Linked DNA regions of Acanthopagrus latus: region 1 is linked to region 2. Evidence: chromatin contacts called from public Hi-C data. All regions are on one chromosome and are shown on one strand. The core of a region is the stretch at or near the end of the contact, and the rest is flanking DNA. Distances in the headings are between cores, read along the strand shown. Region 1 holds the start of LOC119019304 (mucin-5AC-like). Region 2 holds the start of gstt2 (glutathione S-transferase theta-2).

Region 1 (6,040 bases), core at 81-2,580, 180 kb after region 2:
ATTGACTATAACTATAACAAACTGTAAGTTAAACTTATAACAAGCCTGTTACACCAAATGCATTTGTGAAGAATCCAAAGTAAATGTTTCTAACATTCAGTCAAACTGTATTATTAAAGTGATTATTATAACCAGTCCATCATTACTTTCCATCTGATCGTAGAGATGCAGCATCATTAAACTGATGGTTTTATGTTCAGGTTCAACAAGATGTGTAGTTGCTCTTTAAATGGGGTCAAATGTAAACTTTTTGTTGTCATTATATTTTTGCTTCATTACATCTGTTGCATTTATCAATAATTCAGAAATGTCTTTGGTTTCCCAAAGGAACAATTACACAGACAGCAGGAAGTGTGTGTGCATGTGTGTGTGTGTGTGTTCCTGGAATGATTGGCAGGAGAGACTTTAATCTCTTTATGTGTAATAGATCACAGTATTGGCCTGAATATAAGATATATTGTAATAGGGTTAGTTATGTTTGGAGACCATAAATCATGAGATATCTGTTCTGACTCTGAATCCTACACACTGTGTTTATTATGGGTATTATAGGTAGAGTCTATTAGAGTCTGTTGAATTTGTTAGAGTCCGTTAGTACTGAAAGTGTTCAGTTGTTCCAGCTGAACCTGCAGGACTCTTTAAACAGCCTGAATCATCTGCTGGCACTGACTGACCGTCATCAGTTAAAACTGAGGTCAGTTATCAGGCACATTTATTCTTTGATGAGGACAAGTTTGCACCTGAACGACACTCAACACAAATATAAACACGACACTTTTTTTTCTGCTCGCTGTTTTCACAAGTTGAAGAATGGCAGATGTGAATGTGGTGATCCTCAAGTGACATGTTTACATGTGGTCTGTGATTGTGAGGCTGGATGGATGTACTAACAAACTCTCAGAAACAACTTTGGAGACAACGTGTGTTGAACGGAATCAACGGGCAGCAGCTGAGGTGGACTTTCCTTCAGTCAGCATGTCAACTTCACGTGTTACTGTGAGCCAGCCAAACACATCTCTATCATAATCATGCTATTGGTTTATAGTGTTCAGGTGTGTTTGTGTGTTCAGGTGTGTATGACTGACCAGTGTGCAGAATCTCTCTGGTGGGTTTCCACATGTGATTCCGGGGGGGTCAACTCTGATCTGCATCACCTCCTTCATGTTGGCAGGTGGAGGCTGACAAGCATAAAACTCCCATCCAGGCCCCGCCTCTGAGCCACGCAGTGACCGACACACATCAAACTGACCACCAGTCTGACACCGGCCAAACACAGGCAGGAGGAGGAGGAGGAGGAGGAGGAGGAGGAGATGGGGGTGAAGATGAGACATGGTGGCCAGAGTGTCAGACAGACAGGAAGTTCATCAGGAGGTCAAAAGTACCTCACACATTTTTATCTTGGGATTCAAACAGGTGGTTGTCATGGTGGCCAGCCGGTTATCTTCTTATCGTCATGGTTACCAGGTGAAAATAATCCTGAAGATGCTCCACCCACCAACAGGCTGCAACAAAAACATCAGTGAAACCAGTGAAACCAGAACGTCTGTCCCTTCAGTCTCTTTGTGTTATGATATTCTGTCTCTCACCATAAAATCTATTAAGTATCGGTACTGGAGCTTTTACTGCTGTGATATACTACAGTGGTATATCACTATAATATGCTACTGTGATATATATATATTACTGTGATATACTACAGTGGTATATCACTATAATATGCTACTGTGATATATATATTACTGTGATATACTACAGTGGTATATCACTATAATATGCTACTGTGATATATATATTACTGTGATATACTACAGTGGTATATCACTATAATATACTACTGTGAAATACTACTGTGATATACTATAGTGGTATATTACTATGATATACTATTGTGATATATTACTGTGATATACTACAGTGGTATATCACTATAATATACTACTGTGAAATACTACTGTGATATACTATAGTGGTATATTACTATGATATACTATTGTGATATATTACTGTGATATACTACAGTGGTATATCACTATAATATACTACTGTGAAATACTACTGTGATATACTACAGTGGTATATTCCTATGATATACTATTGTGATATATTACTGTGATATACTACTGTGATATATTATTGTGATATATTGCTGTTATATACTACAGTGGTATATTAATCTGATATATTACTGTGATATACTATTGTGTTATAGTACTGTTATATATTACTGTGATATACTACTGTGACATGTTAGTGTGATATACTACTGTGGCATGTTAGTGTGATATACTACTATCAGTATTTCCCATAAATTGACGAGACTGTGGCAGCCCGCTGTGTGCGGGTCTATGTGCCGCTCCGAAGCAGTCATGAATTAGTTACAAAATGACAAAACTGTCGCCTATGACTGACTGTTGTGAGTCTGTTCAATGGTGACTTGAACCACCACCACCACCATAGTCTCAGAAAATACTGTGGGAAACACTGTACTATGATATATTACTGTGATATACCACAGTGGTATATTACTGTTATATACTACAGTGGTATATTACTATGATATACTATTGTGATATATTACTGTGCTACAAATATAATAATATATGTCTGTCTGTCTTTGTCTCTCTCGATGTCTGTCTGTCTGTCTGTCTGTTTGTTGTTTGTTTGCGTGTGATTTGATGAAAATATGATTAAACTGAGACTCTGAGACTTTGCTGCTTGTCTTCTTCTTCTCCGTCTTTATTAAAATGTTTGACCTCACAAACAACCTCCACCACTCACATGCTTCTCATCTTTTATCTCTGTGTCGTACACTCAGTGGCCACTTTATGAGGAACACATGTACAGTTTGTCTGTAAGTCTGACGGTCTGTTCACAGCTTTTCAGGGCATTTAGATCCGGTAGTCAGAATATTAGGAACCCCCTGAATATGTTAAAGTCCAGTTGTAATTAAACAAAAGTAACATCATCATAAACATCACAAACATTGTATACATGACTGACAATAAAGTCTTCCTTAAAGTCATTTTATGACACTGAAGCTGAAACAAACTGAACAAGTGTTTATAATAAAGTGGCCAAACACATTTTCTGTTATCTTTTTACACAATACACCTGTCCGTCTATATCCACCTGTCTGTCTATATCTGTTCCTACCTGTCTGTTTCTATGTGACTCTCTGTCTGGTGTTTCTGATCTCTGTTTCTACCTGTCTCTCTGCTTGTCTCTCTTTCTGTTACCTGTTGTATTGTTTCCTGTCTGTCTATCAGTGAGTTACTCACCTGTCTGTCTGCAGTTTGCCTTTAGGTTGATTCTTGATGAGTAAACAAATGACAAATTGCTGATCGTCCTTCTTCTTCCTCTTCTTCTTATTCTTCTGTTCTTCTTTTTATCTTTTCTAATCTCCTCTGCTCTCCTCCTCTAGATAAACCTCAGAGCTCAACACCTCGCTACCTCTCTCTCTCTCTCTCTCTCTCTCTCTCTCTCCACTGTACTGTAGCTCTACCTCTCTCTCTCTCTCTCTCTCTCTCTCTCCACTGTACTGTAGCTCTCTCTCTCTCTCTCTCTCTCTCTCTCTCTCTCTCTATCTCTCTCTCTCCACTGCAGCTCTACCTCTCAATTCAATTCAATTAAGTTCAGTTCAGTTCAGTTCACTTCAATTCAGTATGCTTTATTGGCTTGAATGTCAGGTGAACAATATTGCCAAAGATTCAAGGATTATACACTGGAAATACAATTCATTAAATAAAACAAAATAGATAGACAAAAAGGAAAAATGGCAGAAAACCCATAAACATGTGTTGTGTGTGTGTGTGTCTGTGTTTGTTTGCATGTGTGTGTGTGTGTGTAACATTAGTGCCATCCCATTCCTAACTCATAGAATTCAATATGATGTCGGTCCACCTTTTGCAGCTATTACAGCTTCAACTCTTCTGGGAAGACTGTCCACAAGGTTGAGGAGAGTGTTTATAGGAATTTTTGACCATTCTTCCAAAAGCGCATTGGTGAGGTCACACACTGATGTTGGTCGAGAAGGCCTGGCTCTCAGTCTCCGCTCTAATTCATCCCAAAGGTGTTCTATCGGGTTCAGGTCAGGACTCTGTGCAGGCCAGTCAAGTTCATCCACACCAGACTCTGTCATCCACGTCTTTATGGACCTTGCTTTGTGCACTGGTGCACAGTCATGTTGGAAGAGGAAGGGGCCCGCTCCAAACTGTTCCCACAAGGTTGGGAGCATGGAATTGTCCAAAATGTTTTGGTATCCTGAAGCATTCAATGTTCCTTTCACTGGAACTAAGGGGCCAAGCCCAGCTCCTGAAAAACAACCCCATACCATAATTCCTCCTCCACCAAATTTCACAGTTGGCACAATGCAATCTGAAATGTACCGTTCTCCTGGCAACCTCCAAACCCAGACTCGTCCATCAGATTGCCAGATGGAAAAGCGTGATTCATCACTCCAGAGAACGCGTCTCCACTGCTCTAGAGGCCAGTGACGGCGTGCTTTACACCATTGCATCCGACGCCTTGCATTGCACTTGGTGATGTGTGGCTTGGCTGCAGCTGCTCGGCCATGGAAACCCATTCCATGAAGCTCTCTGCGTACTGTACTTGGGCTAATCTGAAGGTCACATGAAGTTTGTAGCTCTCTAGCAATTGACTGTGCAGAAAGTCGGCGACCTCTTTGCACTATGCGCTTCAACATCCGCTGACCCCTCTCCGTCACTTTACGTGGCCTACCACTTCGTGGCTGAGTTGCTGTTGTTCCCAAACGCTTCCATTTTGTTATAATAGAGCTGACAGTTGACTGTGGAATATTTAGGAGCGAGGAAATTTCACGACTGGATTTGTTGCACAAGTGGCATCCTATGACAGTTCCACGCTGGAATTCACTGAGCTCCTGAGAGCGGCCCATTCTTTCACAAATGTCTTGTTTCACAGTCTGCATGCCTGAGTGCTTGAATTTATACACCTGGGGCCAGGCCAAGTGATTAGAACACCTGATTCTGATCATTTGAATGGGTGAGCGAATACTTTTGGTAATATAGTGTAGGTCTACTGTATATAGAAGTAATTAATGTTTGTTTTGGATCACTGTGTGTTCACAGTGGAATTATATGCAATCCTGATGGCAGTGCAATGGACTGAGCAGATCCAGAACCATAAAGGGTTGATATGTAGTGACAGCTATCAATAGTATTGGGAAAGGATCATCAAAGAGTCTACAAGACCTTGTATATGATATTCTTCTGGCAGAGATGCTGAAAAGCAGAGAGGTAGAAATATCATCTGTATGGGTCCCAGCTCGTGTACGTATTGCAACAAATGAAAAGGTTGATAAGTTGGCCAAGGAAGCTGCTCAAAAGGAAATCATAGATGTCAACATAAATCTATCAAAGGTGGACGGTAAAAGTATTGTGTGGCAGGAAATAAACAAACAAACACACACACACAAAAAAAACCAGCTCTGGGAGCAAGAAAACAAAGGAAGGCACCTATTCTCAATATCTGGTAGAGTAAGTGGCTCACTTAACGTTTGTTAAAGAGGGGGATTAGATGTAAGGAAGAAGATATTATTTTAGAATGAGGATTGGTCACACGTTTCTGAACAGCGCTTCATTTATTTAAGGAAAACACCAGAGTGGCTTGTGTTTCTGTCAGGAACCTGAGACAGTGTAACTTGCTTTGATTTCCTGTAGAAATTATGACCGCCAAAGACAAGAACTACTCAGAGAACTGCGAGAAATTGGATTGGAAGAAGTATCTCTGAAAAGTATTTTAGAAGTCAAGCGGGAGGGGAAAACGCTGTTTCTCTCACTGGTCTGTGTAGCAGGATATAGTGCACTACGGTGTTAGTCCCATAGATGGCAGCAATGCAACTTTTGGATGCCAGCTGCTGTAAAACCCAGAAGAAGGAGAAGGAGAAGAAGAAAAAGAAGAGAGAACAGAAGACCCAGAGCACTCACAGGAGTACTATGTAAAATTATGGAGGGAATTGTTACTAATAGATTAGCGTATTTTTAAGAGACCAAATGACTCTTTG
Region 2 (6,776 bases), core at 1,891-4,390:
CCACGCATGCGTGATAGATCGTTAGCCATACGGCGAGCGAAGAAGGCCAAAATAAATATACAGAAATGGAGGAAATAACAGCTGTTATAAATATAAATGTGTATTACTCACAGTGTGGAACATGACGTCACTCTGATCAGTTTGTCACATATGATCACACAGTGTCAAACAAACACATTAACACGTGACACACAGCAACCAATCACAACCATCTTATTATCATTATTATTATTATTATTATTATTATTATTATTATTATTATTATTATTATTACTACTACAGCAGGGACAGAACCAACGTGTCACTGTGTCAGCGTCACACTGGGCCCTGACTGGCTATGATGTGATGCTGAACTGAGGTGTCTCCTCCTCCTCCTCCTCCTCCTCAGGTGGATGTGAGAGCACTTGGTGAAGAGAGGACAGTGGATGCACATGCTCAGTGTGTAATGTTGTCATTCAGTGGTCTGGTGCTGATCAGGGATCAGTTGTTATTGAGCTTTGGACTCCAGCAACTCGTGATGAAGCTGATGATGACGGCAGCGATTGACCCCGTCCACCGCCACCCACCATTACACAGCGACCAATCACAGCAGGCGATCGAGACTCCAGGAAGCTCCGTCTGCTGACAATGACGAGATGTCGCACAACCTCGAGACAAGACCAGGTCCAGAGACTCTGCACACACACACACACACACACACACACACACACACACAGTTCAGCTTCTTGATTCTGACAGTTTGTGATAATAGAAAATAAAAAGTCTGAACTACATGAAGTCAGCTATGACTCTCAGGGTGCTCTTCACCAGCAATCAAAGAACTTCACATGAACACTGAAGCTGTGAACACTCGCTACATTACTCCTGAGGCTCATGGGTAATGTAGTGTTAGGAGACAGACACAGTATGACAAACACACAATCAGACAGACAATCAGACAGGTACTGACTGCTGTATGTGGTGAGACAGGCTCTCAGTTTGAATCCTCTCTCTGTTCCACTGCAGTTGATGATTTCTGGTTGGCTGCAGCCCAGCTCCACGTAGCCCCGCCCCTGGCCACGCCCACTGCCTACATTACAACCAAAACACTGGAGACAGCCTCCTGGCACAGGCACACACACACACACACACACTTTAAAGATAAATAATGTGTCTGTATAAACCTGCTCAGGTTACATGATGTCATTCAGGTCACATGACCTGCTGTTTAATGTGCATCAGTGTGTTGAAGCTGACTGAAAGCTTTAGTGTCACTCAGGTCTTAAAGGTCAGAGGTCAGCACTGTTAGCTGCTCATGCTAACACTGAATCACATTAACATTTAACTGAGAACACCTGCAGGTCACACATTAAAAATAAACCTCTAGACCAAGAACACACACACACACACACACACACACACACACACACACACACACACACACACACAGTCTGTACAAACACACTCCGTACAAACACATCCATCAATACCTTTAGTGATCATTGATAACTGACTAATCATCTGACAGCAGCTCTTACACTCAACTATTAATCAATCACATCTTCATCTTCTTCATCTTCGTCATCACTTTCAACTAAACTAAACAGTGAGAACAGACGGCGCTCATCAAACATCAAACTTCTGATCATTATTATTGATTACTGATGAGGACTTTAATTATAGAAACTGTTTCTGACACGTTACAGATAATATGAGGTGTATGCATGTGTGTGTGTATGTGTGTGTGCGTGTGTGTGCGTGTGTGTGTGCACCTGTCTTACCTTGCAGACGGATGAGAGACAGAGCAGTGAGACAGCAGAGGAGCAGCTGAGAGGACGACATGATGAAGACAGTGAACACAGAGCGCTGCGTCCTCGACCTGAACGCAGCCGGCGTCTGATTGGTGGAGGCTCCTCATGAGCCTGAAGGCAAACAGCTCATTAGCTCATTATTAATGTTATAATTAAGACAGAAACTGTTAATTTATGTGATCAGCACATTTGGCTCAGACATACAGGATTCAAATCATGCCTTTATTTAATGTCAGAGGAGCGTGATGTCTGTCAGGTTCTGAACATGTTGAACATGTTGTCATGAAATATGAAGCAAATATGATGTAAAGCATATGAACTACGTAGTAGAATATATGAATATATGAACGAGGGCAGAGATGAGTGATTCTACAAGGCTCATAGTTCTGACAGATGCAAGTTTAAATCATAAGATATAAAATAAATATAATTTAGTTTGTATCATTATTATCATTTTATTTATTTTTATTTGTTTTGTTTGCTTGTTTTCATTTATTAAGTTATTTATTTATTGGGAGCTTATAATAATAAGTGTGTTTCACAGTGGAAGTATATGCAATCCTGATGGCAGTGCAATGGACTGAGCAGATCCAGAACCATAAAGGGTTGATACTGTATGTAGTGACAGCTATCAATAGTATTGGGAAAGGATCATCAAAGAGTCTACAAGACCTTGTATATGATATTCTTCTGGCAGAGATGCTGAAAAGCAGAGAGGTAGAAATATCATCTGTATGGGTCCCAGCTCGTGTACGTATTGCAACAAATGAAAAGGTTGATAAGTTGGCCAAGGAAGCTGCTCAAAAGGAAATCATAGATGTCAACATAAATCTATCAAAGGTGGACGGTAAAAGTATTGTGTGGCAGGAAATAAACAAACAAACACACACACACACACACACACACACACACACACACACACACACACACAATTCAGCTCTGGGAGCAAGAAAACAAAGGAAGGCACCTATTCTCAATATCTGGTAGAGTAAGTGGCTCACTTAACGTTTGTTAAAGAGGGGGATTAGATGTAAGGAAGAAGATATTATTTTAGAATGAGGATTGGTCACACGTTTCTGAACAGCGCTTCATTTATTTAAGGAAAACACCAGAGTGGCTTGTGTTTCTGTCAGGAACCTGAGACAGTGTAACTTGCTTTGATTTCCTGTAGAAATTATGACCGCCAAAGACAAGAACTACTCAGAGAACTGCGAGAAATTGGATTGGAAGAAGTATCTCTGAAAAGTATTTTAGAAGTCAAGCGGGAGGGGAAAACGCTGTTTCTCTCACTGGTCTGTGTAGCAGGATATAGTGCACTACGGTGTTAGTCCCATAGATGGCAGCAATGCAACTTTTGGATGCCAGCTGCTGTAAAACCCAGAAGAAGAAGGAGAAGAACCTGAAGCGGGAGTAGGAGGAGGACAGCCGTATCTCGGTCTGCCGTTAGTGTACAGTTAAAAACGATTTCTGTCTCCATGGCAACCCGCAGGGTAGTGCAGGTGTACCTGGACCTGCTGTCGCAGCCGTGCCGGGCGGTGCACATCCTGCTGAACTGCAACAAGATCCCGCACACCGTCCGAACCGTGGCTCTGAGGAAAGGTGAGCTGCTGGCAGGCTGGCTGGTTAACCAACAGACTAACTGGCTGGTTAACTAACAGACTAACTGGCTGGTTAACCAACAGACTAACTGGCTGGTTAACCAACAGACTAACTAGCTGGTTAACTAACAGACTAACTGGCTGGTTAACTAACCGTGCTGAGGTCAGTCAGTAGTCTTCGCTGTTTCTACCCTCCGCCCTGGTGAACTTCGACCCACATATCAGCTCTTATCGCTGCTCACCGGTCTTCATTCAGTTTGTGACCGTTTTAAACTTTCTTTAAGAGTTATACAAACGTGTCATACACGTCACGATGTTCTTCTGATGAGTTCACTCATCAAATAAACACAAGAAGCGTTCAGTTACATTAAAATGGCCGTTTCTATCGGGATCTGTGTTAAGCTGAAGTTTCTCTTTATAAAGTGAGTTTGTCAGTGTGGCTGCTGAACAGCACGCAGGGAACATTAAACTGCGTGATTTCTGAACGTATTTTGATTCGACCTGATCTTCACTGTGTGCAGGAGAGAACAGGACCCCAGAATTCACCAAGCTGAACCCCATGAACAGAGTTCCTGTGATGGAGGACAACGGCTTCGTTCTCACAGAGAGGTACACACACACACACAGGTACACACACACACAGGTACACACACACGCACAGGTACACACACACGCACACACACACACACACACAGGTACACACACACGCACAGGTACACACACACGCACAGGTACACACACACACACACACACAGGTACACGCACACGCACACAGGTACACACACACGCACACAGGTACACGCACACACACACACACACACAGGTACACGCACACACACACACACAGGTACACACACACACACACACAGGTACACACACACACTCACAGTGTGGTCAAAGTGTGTGTGTGTGTGACAGTGACGCCATCCTGAAGTACCTGGCAGCTAAGTACAAGGTCCTGGAGCACTGGTATCCACGGCAACCAGAGAAACGAGCCAGAGTGGACGAATACACAGCCTGGCATCACAACAACACACGGCCACACGCTGCTAAAGTGTTCATACTAGAGGTACACACACACAAATACTTAAGTTTGTTACTGTCTCTATCTGACTTTGTATTTTGATTGTATTTATATTTGAATGTTGCTGCTATGATAATCTATTAATAAAGTTATCTATCCATCTAAATTTAAAGTTATTCCTCTTCAGTCACACCTGTCTGTCTCCATCTCCACCTGTCTGTCTCAGGTGCTTCTCCCAGCTCAGACCGGCTCCCCGGTGGACGAGGGGCGTTTGATTCGCGCTCTGTCTCAGCTTGATGAGACTCTAGACAAACTGGAGTCCATGTTCCTCCGCAGACAGCCCTTTTTGTGCGGCGATGACATCACTGTGGCAGACCTGCTTGCGGTCTGTGAGGTCATGCAGGTCAGCCACTCCAATTGGTTTACAAATTGATCAGCTGTGGTGCTCAGTTATTGGTTGCTGGTTCTGAGCATGCTCAGTATGTCTCTGCAGCCGATGGGCGGGGACAGAGACATCCTGAAGGATCGTCCTCAGCTGCAGCGCTGGAGGAGCAGAGTTCAGTCTGCTGTTGGCGAGTCCTTCGACCAGGCGCACGCCGTCCTGTATGCCCTGAGAGACCGCCGCAAAGCCAAGCTGTGACATCACACATGTGGGCGGAGCCAACAGACACCTGCTGCCTGACCGAGGGAGGAGCCAATCACCATCAAGAGAAACTGAGCTGATGAACAGGTGTCTGAGTGTCTGCCCTACTGTTTAATTAAAACATAGATCAATAATATGACTGATTAGTCACAAACAAACTAACTGTTTGGAATCACTGATGATTTATGTGTTTCAATTCTGGTTACGCTCAGCGTGAGAAATAAAAAAAGTCCTGACAGTGAATTGTGCCTTATGCTGAGAGACAGACGAGTGAGGGGCAGACAGGTGAGGGGCAGACAGGTGAGGGGCAGACAGGTGAGGGGCAGACGAGTGACTGACGTGTTTCTAAATAATCATCAGTTTGTTTGTAAATATTTAAAATCATGTTTGTAATGAAGAGAATCAAAGTTATTTTTTGTCAGTTATTTATTGATTCATTGATTTGTCTCTGTCACCTTCTTGTCACCATGTTAACAGGAACTCTGAGCTGATGTTCTGGTTTTTAAGTTTGTTTCAGTTCCATCTTATCGTCGACTAATTGAAGCAAGACGGTTAAAAATAAAAAACTTTATTAGAAAATAAACTTATTTACAGTTTTGCAGTAGTGAGCTAGTGTGGATCCAATTGGCCTTCTACAGTGGGGCAGGGGGCGGGGCTTGGCTCCGTTTGGCCGGATGGTCCTCAACCTCTTCCTCGACTCGTCTTCGTTTCCGCCCGACACCTCCAGCTGCTGCTGGTCCCGCCACTTGCTGAGTGGAGGGGATGTGGGCGGAGTTATTAATTCAGGGGAGGGGTTATTTCACTGACACAACAATTGAGTGAATGAGTGTGTGTGGATGTGGTTACCATGACAGCATCATCATCATCATCATCATGGTACATCAGTCTGTGAGCTGTCCGCACCATCACCTGATCCTGAACACATCACAGTCATTCTGATGACAGCACTATGACATCATCAGGCCACAGATGACATCATCAAACAGTTTCCACCATCATTCTGACAGGAAAGTGATGATACGTTTTGTTAGTCTGCAGGACTGGTACCTGTAGCCAGGGATGCTGCAGAGCCTCGTCGATCGTCATCCTCTTACTGGGATCAACAACCAGCAGCTTCCTCACCACATCCTTTGCTGTAACCATGGAAACACACACTGAGAACTGTACGAGTATTACATGAGTACCACAGTAGTATTGCCGTAGTACCTTGGTCAGAAATGTTTCTCCACTTGGATGGAACCATGGTGAACTCTCCACTGATTATCTGCTCTGTGATCGAATGATTCCCAAAATCCTCGTGGAATGGTGGATAACCACCAAGACTGAGAGAGAGACAGAGAGAGAGACAGAGAGAGAGATTAACAACCAGTGAAAAACTAGACACAGACAGACCTCCAGGTCAGTCAGCTGTTGATCAGACAGATTGACAGGAGTGAGACCGGTGTCTGAGGGCTGCTGAGCCTACCAGACGAAGAGCAGGACCCCGAGGCTCCAGGCGTCCACGGCGAGGCCGTACCCTGTGGTGGAGGCGTGAGTGAAGACTTCAGGAGCGAGGTAAGATGGAGTCCCACACAGAGTCCTCATCAACATGGCCTCCTCCAGGATCCTGGACTGGTTGAAGTCTGTCACCTGACATATACACACACACAGGTGTCACTGTGACAGCAGGATGAGGATGATGAGGATGAAGGTGTGTGTACCTTGATGAGACAGATGTCTTC

What was found. A called contact is a pair of places that touch in the nucleus more often than the background predicts.
Region 1: a contact with region 2 is called in a Hi-C map of muscle, with 4 times the contacts expected there. The contact joins the promoter of LOC119019304 here to the promoter of gstt2 in region 2. A contact is called at or near these places in 2 of 4 Hi-C or Micro-C datasets (both in muscle).

What each region holds. Positions count from the first base shown.
Region 1 is chr5:31,340,428-31,346,467 of fAcaLat1.1, forward strand. LOC119019304 (mucin-5AC-like) reads right to left here and starts at 1,331. Exons shown (of 12, transcript XM_037097761.1): 1 at 1,086-1,331. The coding sequence starts at 1,331.
Region 2 is chr5:31,160,875-31,167,650 of fAcaLat1.1, forward strand. It overlaps gstt2 (glutathione S-transferase theta-2), which reads left to right and starts at 3,141. Exons shown (of 6, transcript XR_005074920.1): 1 at 3,141-3,389; 2 at 3,910-4,015; 3 at 4,307-4,457; 4 at 4,639-4,815; 5 at 4,906-5,325; 6 at 5,356-5,466. chek2 (serine/threonine-protein kinase Chk2) reads right to left here. Exons shown (of 15, transcript XM_037097199.1): 10 at 6,756-6,776; 11 at 6,521-6,684; 12 at 6,262-6,377; 13 at 6,103-6,188; 14 at 5,902-5,970; 15 at 5,608-5,804. The coding sequence ends at 5,688.